Regions from separate parts of the Rattus norvegicus genome. Here region 2 is linked to region 1. Evidence: chromatin contacts called from public Hi-C data. All regions are on one chromosome and are shown on one strand. The core of a region is the stretch at or near the end of the contact, and the rest is flanking DNA. Distances in the headings are between cores, read along the strand shown. Region 1 overlaps Qki (QKI, KH domain containing RNA binding). Region 2 has its middle 230 kb from the start of Pabpc6.

Region 1 (6,794 bases), core at 3,100-5,599:
AAAAATGCAGATGCACACTGACTAACTTTAAAATGAATAGTACCTACCTGTATCCAGAGGAAATAGATTGAAAATGATCTGACACCAACAATGATGAATATTGTTTGCACCTAACTAGTCCGTAACACCATTCAGAATGGAAAAGAACCTTAATGAAAAGACTAGTTTTACATAAAAGTCACATCTGAGCAGCTAACAAATCTATGGCTAAATAATGAGAAATCTACATAGCTTTCCCAATAGGATTTTATTTCAAATAATAATACCTACCCTATTATTCAAAGTTCAACTTTTCAAAGACTACCAAGATGCTGGTTGAAAGAATATTAGAGTAATAAAAGCATCATGGTGGACGTTCTCATAAAATGAATTCAGGCAGATTAGCAGCTGTTAACCTAGTATAAATGGTTCATAAAGCAAACCTAAGGCTGAGTTAGGTTCTGATCAAAACAAATAAAACCTTAGTTTTACAGAAGGGACCACCCAGACTCTTGCCTCTGCACTCTAATCCAGATAACAATCTGAGTCTCACCAACAGTGAAACTATTGTCTCTACTAATGTGATACAATGTAAAGCACACACCACCACCTCTGGTATATTCCAAACATGCTATTATTCAACCTGCTTTACCTTTTAAATCTAACTTCCTAAACCTAGTGAGGTGGTAGCACTCATATAATTCCTACGTTTGAGGGCAGAAGGATCACAAATTTGAGGCCACTCAAACACTACACACACAGTAGGTTCAAGGGTAGTCTGATATACAAAGCAAAGACCTGGTCTTAAACATACAAAACAAATACAAAATTATAAATATGTATATAGACATAATTTCCAACACAGTAAGTATAAAAAGAATAAGAAACAACTTCTCAATAAAGAAGTTCAAGTTGATGCATTTTTTAAAGTTGTTTCCAAATTTTAATAGATTTAAAATTATAAAAAGATTCAACTATTTGATTTGGACATTGCAGGAATAAAGAACACTCCAGATGCAACTACAGAAATCTGAGTAGTGACTCTTTTGTTAATGTAGTATCACTAATAAAAAAAATATTAATTTTGAAAGATAAAACTTTAAGAATGGATTATCAATGTATCTCTACCATATTTTAATCAATACTGACAATTCAGTTAAGCAGAAGTAACACATATCAGCAAAGTAATGCTCAAAAAATCTCATTATGCTTGCTAACACAGATTTGATTTAATACATGACATCACAAAAGTTTCTTCCTTCTTTTCAACTTTCATTTTAAAAAATTAAAAAGTGCAATTTTTGTCATGCAGTGGTGTTGCAATGCCCCTTTAATCCCAGCACTCAGGAAACAAACACAGATGGATCTCTTAAGTTTCAGGACAGCCAGGGATACAACAGAGAAACCCTGTCTCCTCCCCACCCCCCAAAAAAGCCCACAACTTAAAACAATTAAGTTCAATTCTCTCTTAAGTGATCAAAATTGGGCTGAAAACAACACACGCACGCACACAGGCACTCATGCACGCACATGCACACACACACTCACTTTTCTGACATGATAAAATACAATGTCAGAGCATTTGTCTAAACAGAAAAGTATCTTTGAAGTTTGCAGAAGAGGGCTTATGAAGCTTTGAGTTCCCCAGTCTTGTCCAGAAAGGAATCGTAATAAGTCAACCATATACAAATGCTTAACCTTCCACCCTGATTCTATATACCTATATGACGTGTTTTTATTAGTTTATGCACAAGTTCACTATGACATACCCAAAAAGTCCAAAACTTAAGAATTCCTGGAATAAAATTCAACTATCAAGTCCAGTATGTAGAAGCACCACAATCCAGTCCTGGTTTTGCCTACTCTCTAAACTTCACTTACTGTTCACACTACTACTCTGCAAGCATTTGCCATTCCAACTAACCAACTAATCAATATGTATGTTCTAAGAAAAGCTTGTATCCTGCCATCACCAGTCCTCATCCTTCTTTTCTTCCGGGGTCTTTCTTGTTAGACAGCCCTGACTGGCCTAGACCTTGCTATGTATATCAGGCTAACTTTAAACTCAGGCATGTGCCACTGTGTACTAATACAGTAGCACCTTCTGACTACCTTTCTGACTGTCCCCCTTTGTCCTAGAGCATACCTTCCCACTCACTTCATTCCAGACTACCAAGACCAGGTTACACTACTCAAGAAGGTCTACTTAATTAACACTTCAGGTCTGTACCTGTAAACTACCAGTTAAGGACTCTCAAGAACATAAAGCTAATAGTTAAAGCACCTTCCTCTGCCTTTCCGGTTTCTCTACCAGATTATTCCTACCAGAAGAAACTTAAAAATATTGATAGAAGAAGACTTCTCATATGAGCAATCTTTTGTATCTTATATCCTCAGAATAGACAGACTTTGCTTAGAAAAGGAGTTTATTCTATTTGTAAGAATAAAACAAATGATACAGCATTTGCCCAGCATGTATGAAGCTCTAGGTTCAATTCTTAGCATACAACTGTATCTAGGTAATAAAATTACTTTGCACAAAGAACTAAGACTTCTACTTCAAGGGTTTTTTTTTAATATAATTACAAATGAACAGTCACTCACCCTCCAGAAACTGGTATAGGAAATAGGATGTAGTAACTAAATGCGGCACACCTAACTCCCCAGCTCACAATCGTCTTTCTTTAGCACAGAGACTCTGAAACCTGTGGGTCATGACCCCACTGGAGATGGGAAGACCCTTTCACAAGGACCACGTATCTAATATCCTGCATATTTACGATTCATAACAGTACAAAATTAGTTATGAAATAGCAACAAAATAATTTTATAGTTGGAGGCCACCACCACATGAGACTATAATATTAAAGGTTGACAGCAGCTGCTTTATAGAGTGTCATTCTTAGTTACCTCCCTGACTTAAAAACAACAAAAACAGAGCTATGCCCCACGCTGATCTAAAGGTGAAGCAAACTTACCTTCCTGGCCTGAATCACTTATCAGTATTAAGCCTCTATATTAAATCTTCTAATGAAAAATACTGCCTTCCTCTGAGTGGTTACTAAAAATAACAGTAATAAAAATAGCAACACTGGTAAATGAACACTGAATTCATTTGTATAACAATATTTTAAGAACTGGGGCTCTATCCTTTGGTTACAGAAAAGTTCAAGTAAATTTAAATCCTCCAAACATACCTTTGATTTCTCACTTTTAGAATAACTGACACCTCCCCCCCCAAAAAAAGGTCTTATTTTTAGCTATTTTAAGAAGAATATATATTCTAGCTCCAAGAAGTTGACCAGCATTTGTTCAAGTCCAACATAGCACAGAAGTGGCAAAATTGCTTCCGTCTTCCCTCTGTTCACACAGGGAGGGAGGCTCTAACAGTTTTCCAGTGTGTGGAAATACACTGGAACTCTCTTCCTCTCAGTCTACTCGCATGAGTGGCACATACATCATAAAACAAGTCAGCATACAGAATGAAGGGCCTGCACCACCTCTACAACAACGAGCGAGCTTTGTGATAAAGGCAAGTCCCCACCCTCTCTAGACTGCTATGTCTACATTTTCTGGTCTCAGGTCCTAACAGTTCTGAATATGATCACTTGATTTGCACTAATTTTCCCTCCGCTAAGACTTATCCAAGAAATGTCTTTCTTGGTGTTATTTCTATATTCTCTTCCACAATACGTACGAGACGATTTTTGAAACTGAGTAAATAGTATGACATTGAAGTTTAAGATCCACAGTATTTTTAATTTTTACTTGTTTTATGTGTGTATGAGCATTCTGGCTTGCACATGATATACTATACGCTGTGTGAAGGTGCGTGCCTAGTGCTCAAAGAGGCTAGAAGAGGATGTCAGATGCCCCTGGGACTGGGGTTACAGATGGGTGTGAGCCATCATGTGGGTGCTGAGAATTAATCCTGGTCCTCTAGAAGAGTAGACAGTTCTCAACTGCTGGACCATCTCTCTAGCCCTTAAAATTCTGTACTATTTTTCCTAGGTCTTAAGAACTGTCTTAAGTTCTTAAGACTGTAACAAATATGTTTGCTGGATTTTGTCCTATGTATTTCAAATCATAAACCTAGCTCCCAATAACTTGCTACTGACCAAGCTGATCGTGCCCCTGACTCTATAATAATTTGGTTTTGTACTAAATCCAGAACAAGGCTTAAAAACCTGAACCTTTACAATCTTAGGCCCAGCAGATTAATCACTACCTCCACAACCTGCTTCTTGTCTTCCCTCTAAGTTCACCACCTCCACTATGCTGGCCAGCACTCACCTGGTGTCTTCCTTTACAGATCCACAAGCACTCTCAAGCATGCATTCTTCTTGTATCATACCCACAAAGGACCATTTTGTGGAATTACCTGCCTTTTCATGTTTTCTCCTAGCACTCTACTCCCTTTGGACAGGATCTAAAACAACCTGAACTAGACAATTCTTTCATAAAAATAACAGTAATGATACAAGGCCTATATATTGATTTTAAGAGCAAATGGCTAAAAAACTTACCTACATAATTCTAAAAATGTTAAAACTTACAAGGACTAATATAAGCACTGACATGTTTCTGTGTATGGATGGACATTTGGACATAATGACAAAAACAACCCTAAATAAGCAAAGGAATTTTATACTTCTAATTCCTACCCTTATCTATGATAATAAAGTAAAATCAATATTAAACACAGAATAACTACTACATATATATTACAAAGGGAGGGGGATAATTTTTATTGGATTTTTTTAATTTACATTTCAATGTTATCCCCTTTCCTGGTTTCCTGTCCATAAACCCCTTATCCCAGCCCCCCTCCCCCTGGGAGGGAGATTTTTTTTTTTAAGGAAAGAAAATGCAGTTACCTTTGTTCTCTAAGAGTCCAAAGCTTTCACTGATTATTACAAAACTGCTTTATGTGTTTAAAGTATTAGTGTTTAATTCCACTTCTATATTGTGATTAAAAGCATTTAAAGAAAAACTAGAATTCAAAAGGAATGTAAGTTGATGTGATTTTAAATTTAAACATCAAAGTGTCTGTTACAAGTTGAGTTGTACACATGGAGTGAATCACTTCTAAAAGGCATACAGAAACAATCAGATCTAAGTTCCAATGGTGATAACTGCATAAGTAGCACCAGACAGAAAATGGTTTGTATTCATAAACTTTTTCCCTAATAAAGCCACACTAAGATGACAAACTATACTAATTTTAGTATTTATGCTTATTTTGTTTTTATATTAAATGAAAATGATGCTGAAAAAAATCATTCCTTGGACATTAAGTAAGCAATGAGTCCTCCAAAATGAAAAAAAGGCCAATTTTTTAAAAAGTATAGGGGCTGGGGATTTGGCTCAGTGGTAGAGCGGTTGCCTAGCAAGCACAAGGCCCTGGGTTCGGTCCCCAGCTCCGAAAAAAAGAAAAAAACAACAAAAAAAGTATATACATTTCCTAAAAGAGATCATTGCAAAGGAGGAAAACACTGCATTTAAAATCCCTACTGTACTGCCTTAATGTCAACTAAATGGAGAAAAACGAAATCATCAAGTGAGTCATGCAAAGAAAGCAGCACATGGTTCTAATCATGACCTCCTAACATGGATCCATTTCATCCATCCCGCACCCTTAAAATAGATTGTTAGCTATCCCCACAGCAGTTGACATACTAGGAGCAGAAAGTTGCTCAGTGTCCTATCTTCTGCGTTATTAACAAACAAAACCAATATTCCATTTCAGACAGAAAGGGGTAACTTTTCCTTATAACAGCATCATCAAACAAACTGATTCTCTCAAACCAAAGTGCAGGTCCTATGATTATTAAAAGCTGTCCATATAATCAAATAGTTTAATTCTCTTAGTACCAAAAGCAAAAGAAACTAAAAGAAAACTACACATCTAAATACAGCAGCTGAAAAAGGTGTTTCTTAACCCTGCTTTATAAAGGGTCTTTGGCAACAAGGGGTTATACTAGTCAGATTTTTGTCATAGGACTTTGTTTCCCTTTTAGATACTAAAAACTACTTGATCTGATGGGAAACTAGTGAGACTCCAGCTCCAGGACAGTGAGAGATGGGGTCATAATTATCAGAGATGTATAATGTTCAAACCACCTAAAAGGTCAAAGACTGATCTGGGACAGCTCTGAAGGTCCCTATCATCGAACACACCCACTCTCATGCAAATCAGAATTTTTATTTTAACATTCTCATACTTATCTCAGAAAAGGCAATGATAGCAAACATACCAGGAAATGTGACTCTCAAAGACCTATTTCTACTATAAACTTAGCTGTGCTGCTGTTTAACAGGACAACCTTAACTATACAACATAGTGAAGCTCACCACCCCACCTCTGGAGCAATGCAGTGCACATGCAGAATCAATGTCCAAACGACTGGTGAGAAGTAGCAGCTTATTACAACTCCGAATGGATTACTAAAGCAATGCCTTAGCTCTTAAACAAATTAACTACCCCCTTAAGTAAAGTATGCTTGACACAAATAATAACTACTGTCAACAATGTTTGCTTTTTAAAAAAAGAAAATCTAAAAATTTAGCAAAGTGTAAAACACCTAGGTCCTCTCAGTATCTATGGTCATACAAAGTTTTAAGCCAGTGTTTATGGACAAAACAAGTTTTCTCAAAAAGAAAATAATTAAAATTCGAGAAATGACAGGGGTATGACACATGCAACAATGAACACATTCTCAAAGGTAAACATAAATAGCAAAGCCAATTTTAATTAAAAATCATCTCAGTTTTAAAGAGCAGGAAATTTTATGAAAAAGGATTATCAAAAATAA
Region 2 (6,794 bases), core at 3,118-5,617, 420 kb before region 1:
CCTACCTGCCCCAGGGCTCTTGCCTCCCTACCTGATCTGCTCCCCTAACCTGATACTACTGAACAATCCACAGAGGGACCACATTCCCTCTTGCCCATGGATGGGACTCAAGGAAGAGCCTCCAAACGAGGTTGATGCTTTTTCTCAATGACCAGTGTCTGACTCATTCCGTTTTCAACTTTCTTTCTCTTACTGTTGGCTTCTGTTGGTAGCTTTATTCTGTCATTTGGGTTGAGATCTCTACTCACCTACATTTGTTAACCCCTCCCCCCATTTCAAAATCTCTTTCATGATTTTTATACTCCATCTTCTGGTCCCCTTCCCTCTGTGTCGTCTCTGGGAACAATAGAGGGAGTTTAGGGTTCGTAATACATTTAAGGGCCTGCAAAATATTTAAAAGTCTTGCGACATTAGGAAAAAGATCTTTGGTGACAGTGGAATTTTTAATTTTTTAAACAAATCACAGAACTGTAAGATATAACTATGTATGCAAAGGGACTTCATAGGACCACAGAGGTCAAGATGGAATCCTGTTTCCCTCTCTTCTAAGACCTGGCAACACTTCTGCTTTCCTCACCTTTTAAAAATAAAGTATGCAACCTCCTTTTTCTCAACTTTATCAACACTATGCTCAAGACCCTTCTGTTCTCTGTCGCCTTAGCACAACCCCAACAGTCATGGTATTGACCCCAGTTACCCATTTGACTTCACAGGACAGCAAACACCCTGTGAGCAGGGACTGATCTGATTTACCTGTTTATAGGTCTGTCTGTGTTTCGCCCATAGAGTAAAAGCACCTGGACCTATAACTGATGGAAGACTGACTCCTGACAACATACAGCTTCTCATTGGCACAGCCACAAGCTACACCGAGGCAGAGGCTCTCGGCAATTGGGGTCCCATCCATGCCAAATCCCAACAGGGTAGGTGGCAAAGTTGCCATCACTGGCCCCACATGGGTAGGAGGGGGCAATCCAGAGGGTTCTACTAAGTCTGCTCATCCTTAACTGCCCACTTGAAAATCTAGAAAGTGTCACAGCCACACAAGTTAGTGTTTACTGCCTTCCAGCCCGTGTGTTCATTCACTCACTGTACTTATAGACAGTGAACCACATAGGGATATCGAGGAGAGAGGCCAGCTGCTACTTGTTGCTATCTTGGGGTCTTGGTGCTTTGCTGCACTGTTGGCTTGTAGTCAGAAGGAAGGACTATTAACTGTTGACAATGAAGACCGTTAACAATGAAGAGAGGGGGCAGGGCAGACAGACTCCTGAATTTATTTCTCACCCTGCCAACTTTTTTATGAAGTCCTGTTTTCTGAGACCGTGCTGGTTGCTCTTGGTTTGTAATTCATGTAGTTTGACACAGTTTGAAAGTCTCCCATGCAATGTACAAAGATACACAGAGAGAGAGAGAGAGAGACAGAGACAGAGACAGAGACAGAGACAGACAGACAGAGAGACACAGAGAGACAGAAAGACAGAGAGAGACAGAGACAGTGAGACAGAGAGAGAGAGAGATCATGACTGGAAATAATTCTGAATGGGGATGCTAAGCCCTTGACTTTACACTAGTGTCCTGACAGGTGGGTAAAGTCAGAGCTGCCAGAAGAGTGTTGGTCATTCAGTATAATGCATGACTGTGTGTCTGTTGGGAAAAACAGTGATCAAAGTCTAAAAAATTTAATTTGGTTGGAAAAAAAAAAAAAGAAAGTGCTGTCACCTCCCCCCACCCCGCCACAAGCAACTTCAGCTCTCATAGCCTCTTTTGTTGCTGTAAAATTATATTCATTAGCAAACCCCCTGGGAAGGTTCCTGTCTCCGAGCAGCAGCTAGAAGTCTCGCTGTGGAATGAGTTGCTCAGATCCAAGATTTTGCACAATCCCAAGATCTCAAAAAGTTGAGAAATAAAGGGGAACATGCAGCCCAGTGTGGGCTTTGAAGAAACACAGCTTCACTCTAACCAGCATCTACACGGTGAGACAGGACCTGGTCCTTCTCAGTCCTGCCCTGCCCACTAGCTACACAAGATAGGCTCCAAGCACAAAGCTTAAAGTCAAATAAAGATAAAAGCAAAAATAGGTGTGGATCCCAATCCTAGCCATCCTACCAGAACCCTGAGAGAAAGTTCTCTAAAGGTCTTTGTTGCTCTCTTCAGTTTCCAGACTTTACCAATCCCTGTGTATCAAACACAATAACAACTTGAAGAAAATAAGAAATATATACAAAACAGTCTCTAAAGACTTACAGCCTTTGCGGCTGAGCCTATACAAGGTGGATTTGTCTCCTAGATGTCACGGGGGGTCATATCTCATTCACAGCTCACAGAGGTATAAATCAAAATGGAACCTCCTCGAGCCTAACACTCCCATGGCTGCCCAGAAGCAAACTGCTGCTTCCTCTTGTCTTCTTTGCTTCATCCTACGTACTGCTGTCTCTCTGGCTGCAGCCTGCAGAGAATGATCTGACTCAACTCTCACAGCTCAGCCAGCCCCACCTTGCTCACAGCCCTTTCAAGAGATTGCGGGGTCTGCTTGACTTGAGCAGAGAGACGGGGACTCAGAAGCGTCATTGCTCCCATGTGAGTTGCTACGTGGCCACGGATAAAGTTGTCTCCAGTAACGAACAACTTCTTTTAGGCTTTCCCATTTCCCCCCAGTGTGTTTTCAAACACTAGGTAAAGTCACCATTTATGGCCAGCTCGGAATTAAGGCACGTCTGTGTTAGTGTATTAGTACTGTGGCGAATGCTAATTGGGAGTGCTAAGTTTGGAGATAAATAACAGTACCCTGGGTTCGAGGCACAGCAGCAGGAATCCCCACATATATGCACGAACCCCAGAGACATCCTATGGAGAAAAGATCTTGGCTCACTATCAAAGGCTGGGACTTTTGCCAGCCATGACGGAATAATGGCACAGAAATCCGAAGCCACATTTTTCACACTTAACAAAGAAATAAAACTGACAAGCTCGTGACAAGCAACATGAGACATCTTGTCCCACAAGAATGGCTTTCCCTCATCTGTGTTTCCCCGGTCTCCTATTGATCTTCCTGGCAGGATACACCATGCCCATGAACACGGAAGGAACATTCACTCATGGTGACAATGTCTATCTGCCCGAGACAATACCAATGCCTGTCTGATGTCACTGGCATCATGCCACCCAAGTCACAAATGCAAGCAGCAGGTGGGTACTCAGAACATCAAAAGGAGTGTGTGGGGCCTCAAGAAAGGCACCCTGCAGGACCCTACCCGTCCTACACCACAGCAGCCCCGATAGCTGATAGCTGCAGCTGAAGGAAGACATCTCCGGGGCTTTTCCCGACAAATCGCAGCTTCACCCAGCTAGGGCAGTTAATTAGACTTTCAAAAGATAAGAAATTATTGAAACGGGGTATTTCACACCACAAAGAGGCAAATCCCTTCCACTTAAAATGTATTGCGTAGGGAATAAGATTATTTTTGATTTTTAAAAATTACCCAATAACCTAACAGTTCTGACAAGGACGGGTCTTGGTTTTGATGGGTAATCCTGCTTGAGACTTTCAGGAACTCAGTTCAGAACACCCTCCCTCCCCTCAACCCCAGCCGCCCCAATTATACGTGTGAGCTAGACTCTGCTAGCACAAAAGCCTCCTGGTCTTTTCCAGGTAAATATAAAACATCCTGTTAGTACCTTTAAACTCTGACCACACAACAAAAGCCCTAAGACCTTTCTCTCCAGCAGCGCTCTAATGAAATCTAACTGGGAAATGATAAGGAGATAGAAATCCCAGGCCCCCAGCTTTGCTTTCTAATTGCCAATTTTACCCCTTGCACTGAGACATTAATCCTTGAAGAATAGAAAGTCAGCTTGCCAAAAACCCAGCGGAGGAGGGCATGGGAGTGAGAGGGAGGAAGCCCACAGCAGTGGGTGGGAGAAACTGCCCTCTGGCCCCTGTTGAGTCTGGCCACCAACACCCTGCCAGCCCTGGTGGCTCCTCCTTGTCTCTGGAAGCCAGCCCAGGCCAGCATTGCTATGCAAATTAGGCTGCCAATCTCTGTGGGCACCTCTCAGTGTAGACTGTCCATCCATCCATGACTTGAAAAAAAAACAAAACAACAACAACAAAAAAAATCAGATCTCTGATCCAGGCAGATCCAGCCAGTCTTCAGGCTGCCTAGAATCTGTGGGTTTGTTCACAGGATGCCTTGAGGTAGGGGAGGGGGTGTTTTCTCTTCCCCGGCCAATCGTTTTATTAAAACAAGAATAGCAAGAAGACAATGAATCTCCAACAGAGACTTTAAAAAGAAGAGGAAGGGGGCTGTGCAGAGCCAAGCTAGTCATTCACTGCTGAGCTCTGGTTTCTATGGGAACAAGAAGGGCTTTGTGCAGGAACTTCCCGCTCTGCTCCCCCGCCCTCCGTGGGACCGGTTCCAGCATCCCAGCATTGTATTTGTGTGGTCAACTTTTCTTCTGTCTCATTCAGTCCTCCTGCCTCTGACTATTCCCAGCAACAACACCCATCACCACAGACACAAGAAGAAAAGAGAACTCACAGCCTCTAGGCCGAATTAAGTCACCATACAAAGGTATCCAGGCAACTGGGAGCCAGCGGACTGCCCAGGAGAGCTGTGCCCATCATCCAGTCTCTTGCCTCATTCCTTATTCTGTCCCTAAGCCACCCAGAACTTCAATTCCCTAACTCTTTTCATGCAATACCCACATCACACTCAGCTTTTAAATTAAGTTTCCAAGTGCATGAAAATGCGACCGACACACAGGATACTGTTATTTAGAAGTGACAACGAGTGGCAGATAGTCGGTATCAACTTAAACTTTAAAGTTTCAGTCTTCAAGATGCTCATGCACACACGCACATGCGTGAACACACAGGGGGTGGGGCGGGAGGAGAGAGACTCCAGAAATCATGCCGGTAGCGTTGATGAGGCAGGGAGCTCAGCGTTCAGAGATTGTGGGTCGGAAAGCACGTCAAGTGCGACTTCTCAGTTTCACAAGGTACCTTTAATTTGGCACTTTTTATTTTGCTAATTTATTTTGATTTTTAGATTTTTAAAAAGGAAATATCTATGAATCTCCTACTCAGAAGCTGCCATGGAAAACATCTCAACACATTAATCCCCATCACTTGACTACCTGTCCAGACTTTATTTAATTAGAGAAAGTGTGTATTTCTGAATACTGTTTATAAATCACAACTAAACATAGTTTAAGTATGTTTAAGTATAGGGCTACAAATATCTCAAGTTTCAACAACACTTTTCTTTTACAGTTTAATAAAAAGCCTTCAGAGTCTACCCCTGACCGAGCCCTGTGATGTTCCCTGGCAACCGATCAAACCTAAAGACATTTTTGCAATTTTATACTTTATAATTTTATATTTACTTAAGAGAACTTCAGTTCACTTCTCTTTTGCAGGATAACAATATCAATTCTTGTTGTTTAAATTCAAACTTGCTTAAGGGAAAAAGAAGTTTAACCCACTTATGTGCCACCAGGTTGCAACCTTAGTTTTAAAGGGCATCATGGGAGATATGCCATGAAAGGAGTTATTAAACATTGAGAGTCATTCCCACAATTGGACAGTACGAAAGATGGTTTGCTCCTAACAGTCAGAAACTCTTTCCGTCTGTCTTTCCCTCACTCATTTATTCATGAGTATCAAGCTACATCATCCCAGAGTTGAGAGACATGCCCAGCCTGGTACATCATTCCCATTTAGGTACCTTGTTGGTTCTGTCTTCTTCTGCAGAATTAGCTGGAATCATTTAACCCATTGTACTTCCCTTCCCAACCCTGAAACCCTTTAATACAATCCCTCATGCTGTGGTGACCTCCAACCATAAAGTCATTTTTTTTTTCAGAGCTGGGGACCGAACTCAGGGCCTTGCCCATGCTAGGCAAGCGCTCTGCCACTGAGCTAAATCCCCAACCCCCATAAAGTCGTTTTTGTGGCTGCTCCATGACAGTAATTTTGTTACTGTTATGAACTACAATGTAAATATCTGTGTTCCCCTGGATAGTCTTAGGTGACCCTTGTGAGGGGCTGTGATCCACAGGTTGAGAATTATTTAGACCATAAGTTCTCAAAAGCAGAATGAAAATTCTGTGTGTGTTGTCACTTTCTCTCCCTCCTCCCCTCCTACTTACCTCCTCTTTCCTCTTTCCTTTCACTACTTTCCCTCCACTTCCCTCCCCTCCGCTTTCCCCTTTGCTCTACATCACCTTTCTCACACTTGGCCATATTGTCTCAGCCTTAAGTCTTCATGGTGACTGCTGTGACTCCTAATTCTGGCTAGAATGGTAATGACTGCTATAAGGCACCACTCACTTCCCCCTACAGGGCACAGACATAGAAGACAGCGGGAAGCCACAATGGCAGCTATCCAGGCAGGGCTGGAGGAGAGGAAGGATTCCCACACCCGTGTGTGACAAGGACCCAGCCACCTTCCTTCAGAAGCTCAAGCTGAGATCTTTCTTCTCAGCCTGGAGAAGCAGAACTTTCCAGAAGCTTCTTAACTCTTAAGTCTCCCCCTCATGACTATGATAGAGACACTCCCTGAAGCATCCTGAAGCTCCTGAGGGTGGCTCCAGTTACCTCTCAGAACAGAGGAATCCAGTGTCAAGTGCACAGGCTCCAGAACCACTAAGATTGTAAGTCTGTGGGTCGGCACTCCTGTCAGACTTGTCTAGATTTGGTCAGCCTCTAGCCATGCCTGTGAGGGATTACTCTGGTTAAACTGGCCAAGGTGGGAAGACCCACCATAAATTGAGCGGTACCAGTCTTGGCG

What was found. Hi-C and Micro-C count contacts between places; a contact is called where the count stands out from the background.
Region 2: a Hi-C map of frontal cortex shows a contact between it and region 1, with 2.8 times the contacts expected there. The contact joins two enhancer-like sites. A contact is called at or near these places in 3 of 12 Hi-C or Micro-C datasets (frontal cortex, kidney and mammary epithelial cells) and 1 of 1 datasets of contacts at active chromatin or transcription factors (oligodendrocytes).

Annotation. Positions count from the first base shown.
Region 1 is chr1:52,939,311-52,946,104 of GRCr8, reverse strand. The region is part of intron 1 of Qki (QKI, KH domain containing RNA binding); the gene reads right to left. Among named protein-coding and RNA genes, the nearest start is that of Qki, 7.3 kb to the right of the region's middle. Within about 2 kb of position 4,349, at least 25 of the 93 cell types and tissues checked have an H3K27ac peak or open chromatin away from gene starts, as enhancers often do.
Region 2 is chr1:53,356,109-53,362,902 of GRCr8, reverse strand. No RefSeq gene overlaps it. Among named protein-coding and RNA genes, the nearest start is that of Pabpc6, 230 kb to the left of the region's middle. Within about 2 kb of position 4,367, at least 64 of the 93 cell types and tissues checked have an H3K27ac peak or open chromatin away from gene starts, as enhancers often do.